Linked DNA regions of Mus musculus: regions 1, 2 and 3 are each linked to region 4. A link is a contact called in public HiChIP or PLAC-seq and promoter capture Hi-C data. All regions are on one chromosome and are shown on one strand. The core of a region is the stretch at or near the end of the contact, and the rest is flanking DNA. Distances in the headings are between cores, read along the strand shown. Region 1 holds the start of Nfkbie (nuclear factor of kappa light polypeptide gene enhancer in B cells inhibitor, epsilon). Region 2 holds the start of B230354K17Rik (RIKEN cDNA B230354K17 gene). Region 3 holds the start of Usp49 (ubiquitin specific peptidase 49). Region 4 holds the start of Srf (serum response factor).

Region 1 (3,380 bases), core at 781-3,280, 1.0 Mb before region 4:
GGTTCCATGTCCTCACTGTTACACATCTTGGCTAAGGTCACAGCATTGACTCCTGGGAGGAGAGGAGGCTCTCCTCAACTCTTTCCCTCGCCATCTCCAGCTCAAGTTGAACCAACTCTGTCTCTTTCCCCACTGAATAAGTAGTTGGCCCTACTATGTGACAAACATTCTACATTGTGATTGCCAGAAACTTTCAAACATTTTATTTAAAGGAATTTTATTATTAAAGGAGTGGTGGTACACACCTTTAGTCCCATCACTCAGAAGACAGAGGCAGGTGGATCTCTGAGTTCGAGACCAGCCTGGTCTACAGAGTGATTCCAGGACAGCCAGAGCGCACAGAGAAACCCTGTCTTGACAAACTAAGGTAAATAAATAAGAGTTATTTATTTTTTATTTTTATTTTATGTGTATAAGTGTCTTGCCTGCATCTGTTCATATCTAGTGTCTGTGGAGGTCAGAAAAGGGCATCATATTAGATCTCAGATGGTTGTTAGCCCACCTGTGGATGTTGGGAATTGAACCTGGGTCATTTTCAAGAGTGGCTCCATATGTTTGCAAACGAGTGAATGGATGAAGAAAATAAGGTTTTTTTGGGGGGGGAGGCAGAAGAGAATGGCTCATAATAGCTATCTCTGCTAGCTCCCCCATCCCCCAGTACCAAGGATGCAATGAAGCTGTTCCTATGGTTGGCAATGGTCTTCTAAGGGCATTGCTAGCCCCAAGAAAAGAGCAGCAAGATGCTCCATCTCAGGGATCGCCTGTGGGTGGTGTTCTCTCAAACCCTAGTCATGTTGAAGAAAAGCAAGAAGGGAGGGGAAAGACTTCAGGGCTAGGGTGGAAACTTCAGTAGTGTCAGGGGCCTCCCCACCCTGGCTCCACTGTGAGGAACTAAACTTCTTTGACTGCTGGGGGCAGCCATCTCCTGTACCTACCAAAGGCCAGTGCACACCCTGCAAGGAAGAAGAAACCCCATGACCACCAAGGCTTGTGAGATAAGTCCTCCCTAGAAAACCCACTTCCCCAGATCACATCCTCCTGCCAAGTCTATCATCAGGGGAGTTGACCCAGAACTGTCTATGAAGGTTTCCCAGGGAAAAGCTGCTCCCCTGAAGATAATAGATGCACTCTCTCTTACCAATCCCCCTGAGCACTGATTGAAAATAAGTGAAAAGGCAAGAGAAGTTGAGAAAAAAATAGGCAGAGGATAGCAAGCAGAGCCACCATCACCACCCCTTCCCCATCTGTGCTGGCTAGTCAGGCAACTTGATGGGAGCCAGCGTCATCTGAAAAGAGGGAACCTCGGTTAAAATGCCTCCATAAGATCCAGCTGTAAGCCTCTTTCTTAATTAGTGACTGATGGGGAAGGCCCACCCCATCCCATTGTGCATGATGCCATCCCTGGGCTGGTATTCCTGGGTTCTATAAGAAAGCAGGCTGAGCAAGCCATGGGGAGCAAGCCAGTGTGCAAGACGCTCCCCATGGCCTCTGCATCAGCTTCTCCCTCCAGGATCATGTCCTGTTTCAGTTTTGTCCTGACTTCCTTTGATAATGGATTATGATCTTGAAGTATAAGCCGAATAAAACCTTCTCTCCCCAATTTGCTTTTTGGTCAGGGTATTTCATTGCAGCAATAGAAACGCTAAGACACCCCACCACCACCACCAACCTACACAAACTCCCCACAAAGTAGCCGGTTTATGCAGAAAAGTTTTTTAAAAATACACTTTTTAAACAATTGAATGAATAAATGAATGAAGACACCACGGAACTAAAAAGAAGGAACAAACAAATGCACGGAATTAGTGAATGAAATAAAAGGGAAGGGGAAGAATGAGTGAATGAATGAATGGGCGAAACAATCCACGCAGGAGTGAGTCAAGACTGGTAACCAGAGACTCCCTGCCTACGCAAGCAGCAAACAGGGGGATTCCGGAGGGGCGGGGCTCTACCCGGAAGCTCCTTTGAGGGCGGGGCTGTGGGCGTGGCAGTGGCTGCGGGCCACTTCTTGGGTCCGGGGGCGGGGCGACAGAGAAGACCTAACTAGGGACCGTTCAGCTGCCCAAAGCACCCGCTGCGGTGGACCTGGCCGGCGCCCTGGACCTCTCGCTTTTCTCATCCGCTCCCCGCGCCTGCACAGGCAGGTAATGAAGCCGCTCGGAGAGTGACTCTGGTTCTGTTAGGCGGTCACACAAACCCGGAAAAGCTCGCTTTTGCACACCTCAGAGTTAGATCCCGCTGGACCCTGGACCCCGGGCTGGCGCGGCCGGCATGTCGGATGCGCGGAAGGGGCCGGACGAGGCGGATGATAGCCAGTGTGACTCTGGCATAGAGTCGCTGCGCTCTCTACGCTCCCTGCCTGAACCTACTGCGGCCCCAGGCTCCGGATCATCCCAAAGCGGCTGCCCACAGCCTTGGAGACATGCTCCGGAGACCCACAAGGAACCAGAGAAAGAAGATGCGGATGGAGAGCGAGCGGACTCCACTTATGCCTCCTCCTCTCTCACTGAATCCTTCCCCTTACTGGAGAGACCCGAAGCCAAGGATCCAAGCCCTCCCGCCCCAGGATCGCCGCTGCCCCCCGCGGGGGTGCTGAGCCCTCAGCAACTCGAGGCGCTCACATACATCTCTGAGGATGGAGACACGTGAGTAAACTGGCTAGGCTGAGATAAGATGTTCAGTTAGAGCCCCCCTCCGAGCTGCAACTGGCTGGGCTACCACCACCACTTCATCACCCGAGAGGATAGACCCTCACAGCACCTGCCCTGGAAGGGCCAGCCTCCTTCTCCAAACTCCAAACTTAACTTGCAACTTGCTTTTAAGCTGTAGCCAGGTTCAGACCAAAAACCAGACATCATCACCTCTTTTGGGAGTGGACAGGATAGCAGTGCCCTTGTAACCTAGAACACCAGCCACAGTCTTGAAAATCTACTAGTGACCCACTCCTGGGAAGAGGAATTCCCCCGCAACCAATTCAGTTTTTGTTTTTCTTGTTGGGGGAAGGAATGTCCCTGTTTGCTCAATATTTGGGATACCAATGCCTAACTTCAGAACACCCTAACCAGAGGGGGGAAAAAAGACTACACCAGGATTACAGGTTGTCATCTGAGCTCAGGAAGCCTGGATTAACGGTGCTACCTGGATGCCCATTTGAAAGTGGTTCCAAAAGAGGGACTAGACTGAGAATTTTTGCCCCCAACAAACAGGATAGGCAGCTGGCTGCCCCAGCTCACTTCCTCCTCTGCTGAGAAAAGGGAAGTAATGGCTTGGCCTCAGCCTCCCCAACAGTTACCTCCTGAGCTCCCCAAATTCTTCTTGCTGTCCCATCTCTTGATCTCCCTTTTCTCCCTTAGGTCCAGCTGGAATCAGGTGCAGCTGGA
Region 2 (3,516 bases), core at 973-3,472, 1.1 Mb before region 4:
TCTACCTCATCAGTCAGCGCCCTGTCTACCTACTCCAATCTCTAAAAACCATTTCACCAGAGTACCCAAAGTATAGCCCAATCCCCAGACATCCTGCCACGCGAGCTCACAGACCTAAGAGTCATAGATGAATGCACTTGAGCACTTTACTTTTAGGCTTTTTCTACAATGAACTTGAATTGCCTGTCTTCTACATAAAACCCTCCACTCCATCTTCTCTCCCACTGCTAACTGGTAGCATACCCACCTAGCATACTTTAAGTCCTGGATTAGATTCCCATAAGACTTTACACATGACAGTACACACCTCTTATGCCAGAACAGGAGAGGTAGAAGCAGGAGGATCAGATGTTAAGGGTCACTCTCATCTACATAGCAAGTTCAAAGTCAATCTAAGCTACATAAGACCCTATCTCAGACAGACAGACATCGACACACAGACACACACACACACTCTGCTGGGTTTTGGCCATTATAGAGGAATCCTGATGTTACTTGATTTTGTGACTCTGCTTCTTCCTCAGAAGCCAACTCTTCTAGTTTAAATTGTCTTAGTGCATGCAAGTCCCTTTTCAGTGCCTCCATTTGTAACTTTGGTAAAGTTTTTCAAAACTTCAACGCATCTTCAACCAAATACATACAACAGGTACCTATCCTACAAGATTCATTCCCAAACATCACCAAGAAACCTGCTTCATACTAGAATGCCAAAGCCTGGTCCTACTATACTGCTGTCTGATGAAGACAACAGCAACTCATTTTTTTTACTGAAAGCCTACTAATGTACCCAGCTGCGTTCACAATGTTCCAAACTGGCAACTCGTTTCAAGAGCTTAAATACAATTATTTATTTGTCTTATAAAAATGAGTAATCTGAGGCTCTCAGAAGTAACTCAGCCGGAGCCACACAAAAGTGCTTGTGAAAACAAAGCTGTAGTAAATGAAAAATAGGTGCCACCAAACCACTAAACAACTAACTCTCAACGGGACGACCAACGAATGGGCCAGGAGGACTCTAAGAAGTGTTCTCAGCTAAGTTTGGAGCATGTTCAGAAAGATGCCAAAGCAATAAGGAGCTATCTCAAGAACGCACAAGACAGACGGAAAGGTGCTCATACATTCGGCGCACTCGATTAAATGCACGTTAACTTAATTTCTATTTTACTTCCTTCCTTCTGCTGTTCCGCTCACCGTGACATAATCTACAACATTTCTGGACGCAAACACCACCGTAGGTAAGTTTGTCCTAACTGGCTTCTATCCCGGCAAGGGTGGCGTGACTGGAAAGGTAAGAGAAAGGACCCAGGTCCTAAGATAAGCAGAGAGGTGCAGACGTAAACGGGCAGCCTGTCCGGCTGTAAAGAAGTCACGGAAAAAACAAAGTTGCAGCCACAACGGCTTCTAACAGAGCGAAGCGCTGTGCACGAGCTGAGATCGAAAGGAGCTGGAGAAACACCAGGCTCCGGGGGAGGTCCGGTCGGCGGCCACCGGGCTGCAGAAGACACCGAGGGGGCGCGTCCCTAACTGATCAAATAAGTGATCAAGGGCCTAGCAAATGCCAAGCGAGGAGCGCCGGGCGACAAGTCGCGACCTCGCCCCCGGGGTGAGCCAGGTGACCCGAGCCCGCACCCATGCACCGCGAGGGTCCCCGGGGTCCGCGCAGTCGCCGCCCCGCACCGCAGACCCCCGCGGGACAGCCACGGCTCCCGGAGCTTCCCCGCGCGTGCGCACACGCTACCAGAGCCGGCGGAGGGCTGCGGACGGCGGGAAAAGCTGCCTCACCTCCGTGTTCCTCCACACTCCCCCTTTGATCATAATCCGGGGCATCTTAGCGGCAGAGTGTCCCGGCAAGGGAGCCGAGGAGAGCTTCGAGAAAGTAGTAACGGCGCTCCGGGCACGGGACGCAAAAGGCCACTTCCTCCCAAGAGCGACCTTCTGCTTTGAAGAGCTCTGCGCAGGCGCGGCGTGGGCAGCCCCGGGAAATCTCGCGAGATCTTAGCGGCCGAAGGCAAAAGACGCGGGCGGCCAGGCTGCAACCTTAAGACTGATGGAGACTAATCAAACCGCAGGTGCCAAGGCGCCCGACGTGTCGCGCGCAGGTCCGAGACTAGGGTGAAGGAAAACAAAACTCTCGCGAGATGCCAGAGTTGGAACTTGACCGGGAACGCAGTGAAGGGATTGGTCCTGACGTCACGCGGAGGGCAGTGCCGGGGGTGGGGAATAAATGTGAGGGGTGTGGCGTTCCTCAGCACGCTTGGTCCCCAGGGAGCGCTGTTTGTTTGTTTGTTTGCTTGTTTGTTTGTCTGTTTGTTTAACGGAGCGCTGCGCTGGGCATCCCGGCGACCGACGAGGACTTCGCTGAGTCCTCGGGGAGATGCAAACGAGTCCGTTCTCTTTCTAGGAGCTCCAACTCGCAGCGCCAAGCGCCGAGGATGCCGGACGGACTCAAGATCCTAACTCTAACCTGAGGGACTGAGCGACTGCTCGCCCCAAAGTGTTCGCTCTCCTTCCTGGAAGAGCCACAAGGGGTTCGAGGCGACGCCCTAGGGACCCTTGGGAAGCGTCACGTCAGCCGCTTTCCCTCATCCCTCGCTGTTGGGTGTCTGTGGAACAAACTCGGTGAGTTGCGGGAGTCTCGCCCCTGGAATCCGGGGTCGTCCTCTGAAGAGTGGAACAAACAACTTGTTCATCAAATCAGAGGGCGGCTGCGAGTCCACAAAGTCTCGGTGAAGTGGAAATTGTCAGACTCTCTGCCATCTCCTCTCTCTTTTCCCACGCAGATTTCTCCACTATTCCAGAGCAATTAATTACTTGGTGTCACCCCAGGTCCCTAGGGAAAGATTTTATTCCGTGCATAGCGGCTCTGGTTTGTTGTCACTGTTCATGCTTCCGTTTGCCCCTTCTAGAAGACATGACGGATTTTCCGATTCGATTTTTGTTACGATTTTTTTCCTTGAAATAGGAAATTGTATCAAAATATCACTGCTTTCAGTTGAGAGGGAGGTAGTGTAGTGTTATGAAGAACACTTGGGTTTAGTGACCTACAATCTCATTTCACTCCTGTCATCTGACAGGATGACAGGTTAACAAGCCATTTTCTGCCTCTGGTACTCTTTGCAATGCTCTCTTGTAAAGATGTGTAACCATTACCTCCTGCCAACATCACTTAGTTGTATGGTTTTTATCCCACACACCCAGGTCACACACCATTTGGTTGACCAGATCAAAGCAAATCTGAACACTCCTCTCTGGGGATCTTAACGCTAGGATCCAAAAGAGGTCAGTGTTTCTGCTAGCTGATAAGCCTCTAACCTACCAATTGTGTGGCACCTAACAATTGTATTTTGAACTACATGGTCCCTGGATCTAGAACATTCCCAAGTCGTAACTACTTCCATATCCCCCTTTTGGATTTAGTCATTGAAGTTAGCTTTCCATTATTTGTAATCGAGAGGCCTAATAAATCCACAGTTGAACCAGTCCTCTTTCACATAGGCTATTCCAAAGGATCATGAC
Region 3 (3,742 bases), core at 450-2,949, 1.1 Mb after region 4:
CCGCCTGAGTCATCCGTGGTAAAAGTCCACACGTACGTGTGTGTGTGTGTGTGTCAGGGCGCCAAGAGTAACTGTGTGTATGTGTGTGTTCTCTGGCTGCTGCTACACCGTAAAGAAAACGCAAAAAAAAAAAAAAAATACCCGGAAGTGGGAAAGGCCTCTTTGGAGCAGCGAGACGTGCAGAAGGTAAGCCGCAGGGTATGCAAAATTCCTTTACCTTTACAGATCGTAGGGGTGGGGGTGGGGCGCTCGGAAAAGTGCCTGGCCCTTTAAGGAGGAGGGCCAGACAGTAGACTCTGTACCTTTAAGAGCCTCTTTGTCTAGAAACCTTCTTCCGTACCTCAACCAAACTTTGCCGGTGACTCGCGCCGCGCCGCGCCGCGTCTTAGCCTCTCACACCGGCCCGCCACAGCCGCTGACCCGAAACTTGGTGCCCACGGCACAAACCTGCGTAAAGGGCGCGGGGCCCCAGGTCGCGGCCGGGAAGGTGCGCCGTTGGCGCATTGCGGGACCTGGGGGCGGGGCTCTGACAGGCGGGCCAATGGGCGATAAGGGGCGTGGTCCGCCTGCTCGTCTTGCGCCCGGGTGACAGCTCGCGCGTGCTGATGATGGCGGTAAATAGAGAGGGGAGGGAGCTGGGAAGGGGGCGGAGGGCCGGCGGAGCGGCCGAGGGGGCGGCCCGGGGGGCGTGAGGGGCCGCAGTGGCTGGGAGTTCGCGCAGATATTCGGAGGCGGGGACACGCGGCCCGGGCATGCCGGCCCTCCCCTTTTAAAGGAAAGGGAAAAAAAAAAAAATCCCCTCACACACCCGGTGAGGGGCGACAAAGGCGGCGTGCGCCTAGCGGGCGGGAGGAGCGGCGGCAGGGGGCGGGACCGCGACGCCGGCGGGCCCCGGGCGCCCGGGGCGGGGACGGCGGGCGGCGACAGCGAAGGCGCGAGTCCCGGCGCGCGGACGCTGCGTTTTGGCGGGGTGGGCGACGTCTGGGTTGTGAGGTGAAAGGTTTGAAGGGAGAGAGGGGAAGGCAGGCTGGGGCGGGGACGGAAGGGTTTGCTGAGTAGGAGATGAAGAGGATTAGGAGAGAAAGGGTTAGAAGCCGGAGAGTGGAGTGAGAAAGAAACCCAGGCTGGCCCCGGGATGAGGTTAGGAAGCCCGGGGCTGGGAAGAGGGATCCGGGGTCAGGGCTAGGAGCAGGGGTCTGGAAGAGGCAAGGCTTGGCAGGTGGGAGGTGTTGGGCCAGGGCCAGAAGAGTTGCAAGTGGAAGACAAGGAAGGAGCAGAGCCGGGGTAGTAGTTGGGAGTGGAGGAGAGTGATTAAGAGCCAGACGTGACAAGGGTGTGAACTAGTGCAGAGCTGGGGATGAGCTGAAGGGCTGGGAGCCGCTGGGGTGGGATCGACAAGGTGTGGGTCAGTAGCTGGTGAGGGGTGTAAATTCTGTAAAGTGAGGGAGACAGGAGACCTGGATCACAACCAGGTGGAATCAAGAATCGGACGTTAGTGGAAGGGCTAACGGGAAGCGAGCTGAGAGCTGGGCGTTAATAGGACAGTTCTGGGAGAAAAAGAAACAACGCTGAAAGGACGCTAGAAGCGGGGTGGAAGGAATGATGGTGAGCTGGGAAACTGGAGAATTGCTTGTCGAGGAGGTTCAGCAAGGTAAAGATAGTGGAGTCAAAAGATTGGCCGAAAGGCAACCCGAGGAGATGGGCCCTGGGAATTAAAGGATGGAATGGGGAGTGGGGAAAGAGAAAGGAGATTAAGGCAAGCTAGGGAAGTCCTGGTGGGTATAGAACTGGGGTGGGCTGCACAGGAGTGGGAAACGAATGTTTTGCCCTGAAGTGCCCCAGAAGGTCTGGAAGGGGCAGGGCACAAACGCTGTAGTGAAGGATCTGAAGTAGAGAGCCTTTGGTGCAGAAGATAAGGAACCATGGTGAGTGAAAGGGGACCTAGAAACAGGGGGAAAAGACTGAGAAGTGGGGGACCAGATGGGGGTGCAGCATAGGAGTTCTTTGTTAAGAGAAATGTGTATTGAATTTGTGAGTCCTTTTGTCCCTAATAGTAGGAAATTCCAGAAACCTTTTTCTCTCTTCAAGGAGTCTTGGATCCAGTTTCCATCTTTCGCCTGAAAATCCACTTTCATGTCCACTTTGAAAAGATGAGACCCATTTTTACTTGATTTTGTTCTTGTGGGATAGAAAAATTGGCAGCCTTGGGTGCTGAAAACCTCTTGGTTTCACTAATGTTGTGCTAAAGGGTAAATGAATTGTGTTTATTTACAATGTGCCTGTGGGATGTGGTAGTTGGGGTGGGTGGAGGAGCTGTTTTAGAGCTAACGACGCTGGCCAGGGCCAGGGCATCTCATTGAAGAGTACACCGTTGGGGAGAGAAAGACATGGTTCATTTGGTTTTTATTAATCAGACAGATTTCTGCCTAATTGTTTTCAGCAACTGAAGAATATGGAGAGAGAGAGAGAGAGAGAGAGAGAGAGAGAGAGAGAGAGAGAGAGAGAGAAAGAGAAATAACTAACCAGGGAAGTTTACTGAGCAGGAGTCTGAAGTCACTGCTCTAAGGGCGTTGAGTTCGTATGCTGCTTGCAGCTTTGTGTGGAACATTTTTCATGGGGTAATTTCTCCCCAGATCTTCAGACAGTGATGGAGAAAGGTTGACTGCAGAGCTGAGGAGAGTTTTAGAGCTGTGAACTCATCTTTTAGATTGCATAATGGCTTTATGAGTACCTTTTATGAAAAAACTTCTGTAAGATAAGATTGCAGTCCCTCTGCCTGTTGTATTGTATGATTGTGAATAGGAAGGGCATATTAATATTCTTTAGAACCCTTTGATTTGTAAGGCACATTTTTAATGAAAATAATTACATTTATTTGTATGTATGTGGAGCAGTTATGGAAGTCAGAGGACAACTTGTGGAAGTTGGCTCTTTCTTCGCATCATTTATGTACCGAGGATTGAACTCAGATAGTCAGGCTTGGCAGCAAGCTCTTTTACCCAATAAGCCATCTCTCTGGCACTATAAGACCATTTTGGAAATTAAAGGGAAGATGAGAATTTGGGGACAAATTTAAACTTATTCTTTATTGGTAGTGTGCTTTAGTGATTTTTCATTCTGAAGTGATTATATTTAATTAAGACAATTAATGAGTATTTTCTTCATATTTAATAATGTGAAAAGTAAAGTATAATTTCTTTTGGGGGGACAGGGGTACAAACTATTCTTGAATTGTTTTTAAATTTTATGTGTATGGGTGCTTTGCCTGCATGTATGTCTGTATACCACAGGCATGCCTGGTGTCTGCAGAGGGGCACTGCAGAAGCTGGAGTCAGATTCCCCAGGAACTAGAGTGACAGACGTTTGTGAGCTGTGTGGGGGTGCTAGGAATGTAGTGTGTGTCTTCTGAGAAGAGCAGCCAAGGGCTCTTACCAACTGAGCCATCTCTCCAGTCTTGTTCTCAAGGTTATTTCCTTGAGAACAACTACAACTACATTCAGATAAACAGTGCTACTGTTTCCCCTTGATGTCCTGAAGAGGTTGCAAGTGTTGCTGGCGGTGGAGCTTTTGTCTAGGGTGTGCAAGGTTGGTCCTCAGCACTGCAGGCAAGACCACCTCAACAGCCCCTAGTCTAGGGGCTGGGGGTGGAGCTCAGGTGGTAGAGGGCTTGCCTAACATTCATGAAGGCCTGGGTTTGGTTCCCAAGCACTGCATGGTGGTGCATGCCTGTTATCCTAGCACT
Region 4 (3,303 bases), core at 734-3,233:
GGTAACAGCCACCTAACTGCCAAACTGCACATGTTCCCTGCCAGAAAACTGCACAGGCTCTAACCTGTTGCCATAGCCTAACTTCTTTTGCCCTGTAATACTATAGAGTATACTATACTGCCCTTTTCTTTCGCCTTGGGACAGGAGGAGGAGGAAAGGTACTTTCTACCTTTCCCCAAAACCTTCTCCATGATGATCAAGGGTTACTGATAAGAGAGTACCCAAAACGATGAGAGCTACATCTGCAATAGATATTCTGCTATGAGAACCCAGCTAAAATACTGAATCCACCTTGGAAGCAGATGCATCGTCTACAAGATAACAACACTGGTTCCCACCCAGGTTGTAGGTGGTTTCCCAGTCCCTCTGCTTCCATCCCTTACAGTTTGTTCTAGACTCCAAGACGACTCCCATCCTTGCCACTTTTGATAGGATACCATCTGGCAAATGATACCTCTACAAATCTTCCTGACTTCCCCCCAACATTCCATACTCTGATTTGCTCTAGAGCTGGAAACCCTACCTGTACCAAAGGCCGGCGATTCTGCAGCCAGCCCCGAGGCAGCATGAGATTTCCACAGAAAGCAACGGAAGACACATGGGCAGGGCGGGACTTGGTCCCAGCTCGCTGTTCCTCAAGGCAGCAGCAGTTTCTCCCGCCTAGCTTCCTCACCTGGTTCCTAACCCTGCCTGTCCTTCAAAGCCCGTACAACTCGAGCGATGCCCACCTTTCCTCCCACTCAAGCTCTCTCGCTGCAGCTGTCATCCAACTCCTGCCTCCTCATCTCCAAACCTTCTGCTCCCTTTCCCACCGCCCTTCGCGCACACCAGGACACAGAGGATCTGCGGATCCCGGCGTCTGGTTATCCTGCACTCCTCCAGGACCCTCTGTCTCCCGCGCGCTGGTCACTCCCACCTCGGCGCCTTCGCCCAGGATTCCGGACGTTCGCAGCATCTCCCCTCTCCCCATATTTCCCCGGCGGCCCCTCCCCTTTCGCCAGGCCAGGGTACAACCATCCCCTCCCACACACCTCCTGCGGACTAGCCCGCCTCTCACCTCCGCCTCGGCTCTGTCTCGCTCCGGGGCTACCTTAGAGCGCACCCACCCTCCGGTTCCCCCCGGGGCGCGCCAACCTCCGGCTCCGGTACCTTCTTCATGATGCCCGTCTTCCTCTTGCTGAAGGTCGTGTAGCGCCGCAGCTTGTTGTCGATGAACTCCATCTTGATCTTCACGCGGCCCCGGGTCTTCTTCCCCGGCTTGGCCCCGCTCACCGCGCCGCTCACCGGCCCGTAGCCCCCGGCGGCCGCCGCCGCCGCCTCAGGCCCACCGACCACCACGCCGAGCTCCATCTCGCTCAGGCTCCGCTTGAGGCCGCGCCGCTCGGCGCCCAGCTCCTCCTCCTCGCCGGACTCGGAGTCGCCCTCGCTGCCGCTGTAGAGGGCCCCGGCGGTGGGCGCCGCTGCCGCTGCAGCCTCCCGCTCCAGACGACTCTGGCCGAGCCCCGCGCCGTTCCCGGGGACCCGGCCCCCGTTCGCCCCGCGAGTCCCGCCGCCGCCGCCCGGCCGCCCCGTCGGGGTCCGGTTCAGGTTGCCCCCCAGGGCCGAGCCCCGGCCCAGAGCCGCCGCGGCCCCAGCTTGGCTCGGTAACATGGCGCTCAGTGCAGGAGGGCTGACGGGCAAGTCAGCGAGGAATCGGGGCAGCTGCCGCCATCGGCTTCTCGGTTCCACCCGGCACTCGCGCTGTTACTAAAGCCGCTCTTGCTGCCGCGGCCGCCGCTGCGAGCCCGGGGCCCCTGCACGCCCGGGCCGACCTGGGCCCTCACTTTCCTGCCCCTATGGCCGGGGTTGCCCCAGGCCGCGCGCAGCGCCCCCTGTCCGTGTGCCGGGGAGGCGCGCCCTGCGGCCGTCAGCGTCCCCCGCGGGGCAGGGGCTGCTGGCCGCGGCCGAGACCGCGGGTGGAGGGGGCCGGGACCACGCGCTGGCTGCGGAGGTATCCCCCAACCCTTCCCCCCCCCATATAAAGAGATACAATGTTTCCTTTTATGGCGAGGCCGCTCCTTATATGGCGAGCCCCAGCGCCCCCGCCCCATTGGTCCGCGCTTCCGGCACCTAGGCTCCCCATTGGCCCGAAGGGGACACTTATTTGCATAGACATACCGAACTCGCTGCTGTCATCCCCGCGTCAGACCGCGATTCCGTGGGAGGGAGGAGCCAACTCCTTAAAGGAACAGTGGAGCCGAACCAGTTCCGCCCCCCTGGGTTGGAGAGTAGTGGAGTGTTGAAACTATCCTAGAGGAAGGAAGCCTGGGAGAGGACTGCAGGGCAGAAGAGGGAACCCCTGAATGGATGGGGTTTGAAACAAATAAAGAGGAAGACTTCCTAATTCCAGCGAAAGAGGGCAGGGATAGATTGGAGCGCTTCTCCCACCACTTCCTGAGTCTTTCGACTCCGCTAGCCCAGCGGCTCTGTCGCGCACTCTTGCCTTTCCCTCTCTTTTCAAAGGATCAACACTTTCCCACAAGTCTGGCTGCGAGGTCACATCGTTCATCATCCTCTACACTGGGGGTGGAGGGGTATCTTTGGCAGACACACATCTGGAGGAGGCACAGAGACATCCTCCCATCCATGATGGGGGCAGGGCGGAAAGTGAGAGATCAGTGAAGACTTCCAGCTGCCGGCTGTGCTAAAAGGGGGGTGGGGGGTGGTCTCGAGGCTAAAGCACAGGCCTGAAAGTACAGTGGGATAGAAAATTTAAGCAAGAGAGTGATCGACATTACAGGTCCACAGGAGTATTAAAAAATAAAAAGATAGAAAGGTTAAAACGTGGGTGTTACAAAGCCCAGGTTAAGGGTCTGAGAGTCTGAATCTTTGCTCCAAGCTAGAGAAAATATCTTGCACTTCTATGTTACTGAAACTATTTAAATCTGGCCGGACGGTGTGATATACACATTTAATTCTAGCTGTTCCTGAGGTTGAGACAGGAGGATTGCCTGGAGTTCAAAGCCAACCCGACCTACATAGTGAGTGCCAAGCCAGCCAGGACTATATAGCAAAACCAATCAAAAAGAAAAGTATACAAACATTGGGAGCTGAAGAGATGGCTCAGCAGTTAAGAGCACTGGCTGCTCTTCCAGAGGTCCTGGGTTCAATTCTCTGCAACCACATGGTGGCTCACAGCCATCTTTAACTCCAATTCCAGGTGATCTGACATCTTCACACAAACAAGTGACCTGGTCCATTCTCTGGTGTTGGTACCTGTACTGGCTGGTTTGCTGGTTTGGCATCAACTTGACACAGCTAGAG

The links. Promoter capture Hi-C pulls out the DNA fragments that hold promoters and counts their contacts. HiChIP or PLAC-seq counts read pairs in DNA pulled down with a chosen protein or histone mark.
Region 1: a contact with region 4 is called in an HNF4G HiChIP or PLAC-seq map of pancreatic cancer cells. The contact joins the promoter of Nfkbie here to the promoter of Srf in region 4. A contact is called at or near these places in 1 of 39 promoter capture datasets (liver), 1 of 484 Hi-C or Micro-C datasets (CD4 T cells) and 2 of 115 datasets of contacts at active chromatin or transcription factors (pancreatic cancer cells and pro-B cells).
Region 2: a promoter capture Hi-C map of pre-B cells shows a contact between it and region 4, with 3 times the contacts expected there. The contact joins the promoter of B230354K17Rik here to the promoter of Srf in region 4. A contact is called at or near these places in 2 of 39 promoter capture datasets (liver and pre-B cells) and 1 of 9 other capture datasets (liver).
Region 3: an H3K27ac HiChIP or PLAC-seq map of thymic regulatory T cells shows a contact between it and region 4, with 8 times the contacts expected there. The contact joins the promoter of Usp49 here to the promoter of Srf in region 4. A contact is called at or near these places in 1 of 39 promoter capture datasets (liver) and 2 of 115 datasets of contacts at active chromatin or transcription factors (pancreatic cancer cells and thymic regulatory T cells).

The regions. Positions count from the first base shown.
Region 1 is chr17:45,553,670-45,557,049 of GRCm38.p6, forward strand. Nfkbie (nuclear factor of kappa light polypeptide gene enhancer in B cells inhibitor, epsilon) reads left to right here and starts at 2,031. Exons shown (of 6, transcript NM_008690.4): 1 at 2,031-2,645. The coding sequence starts at 2,272.
Region 2 is chr17:45,431,609-45,435,124 of GRCm38.p6, forward strand. It overlaps B230354K17Rik (RIKEN cDNA B230354K17 gene), which reads left to right and starts at 2,223. Exons shown (of 3, transcript NR_130961.1): 1 at 2,223-2,619. Cdc5l (cell division cycle 5-like (S. pombe)) reads right to left here and starts at 2,099. Exons shown (of 16, transcript NM_152810.2): 1 at 1,783-2,099. The coding sequence starts at 1,827.
Region 3 is chr17:47,628,991-47,632,732 of GRCm38.p6, forward strand. It overlaps Usp49 (ubiquitin specific peptidase 49), which reads left to right and starts at 1,700. Exons shown (of 7, transcript NM_198421.2): 1 at 1,700-1,925. The region is part of intron 3 of Gm20517 (predicted gene 20517); the gene reads left to right.
Region 4 is chr17:46,554,179-46,557,481 of GRCm38.p6, forward strand. Srf (serum response factor) reads right to left here and starts at 1,984. Exons shown (of 7, transcript NM_020493.2): 1 at 1,150-1,984. The coding sequence starts at 1,650.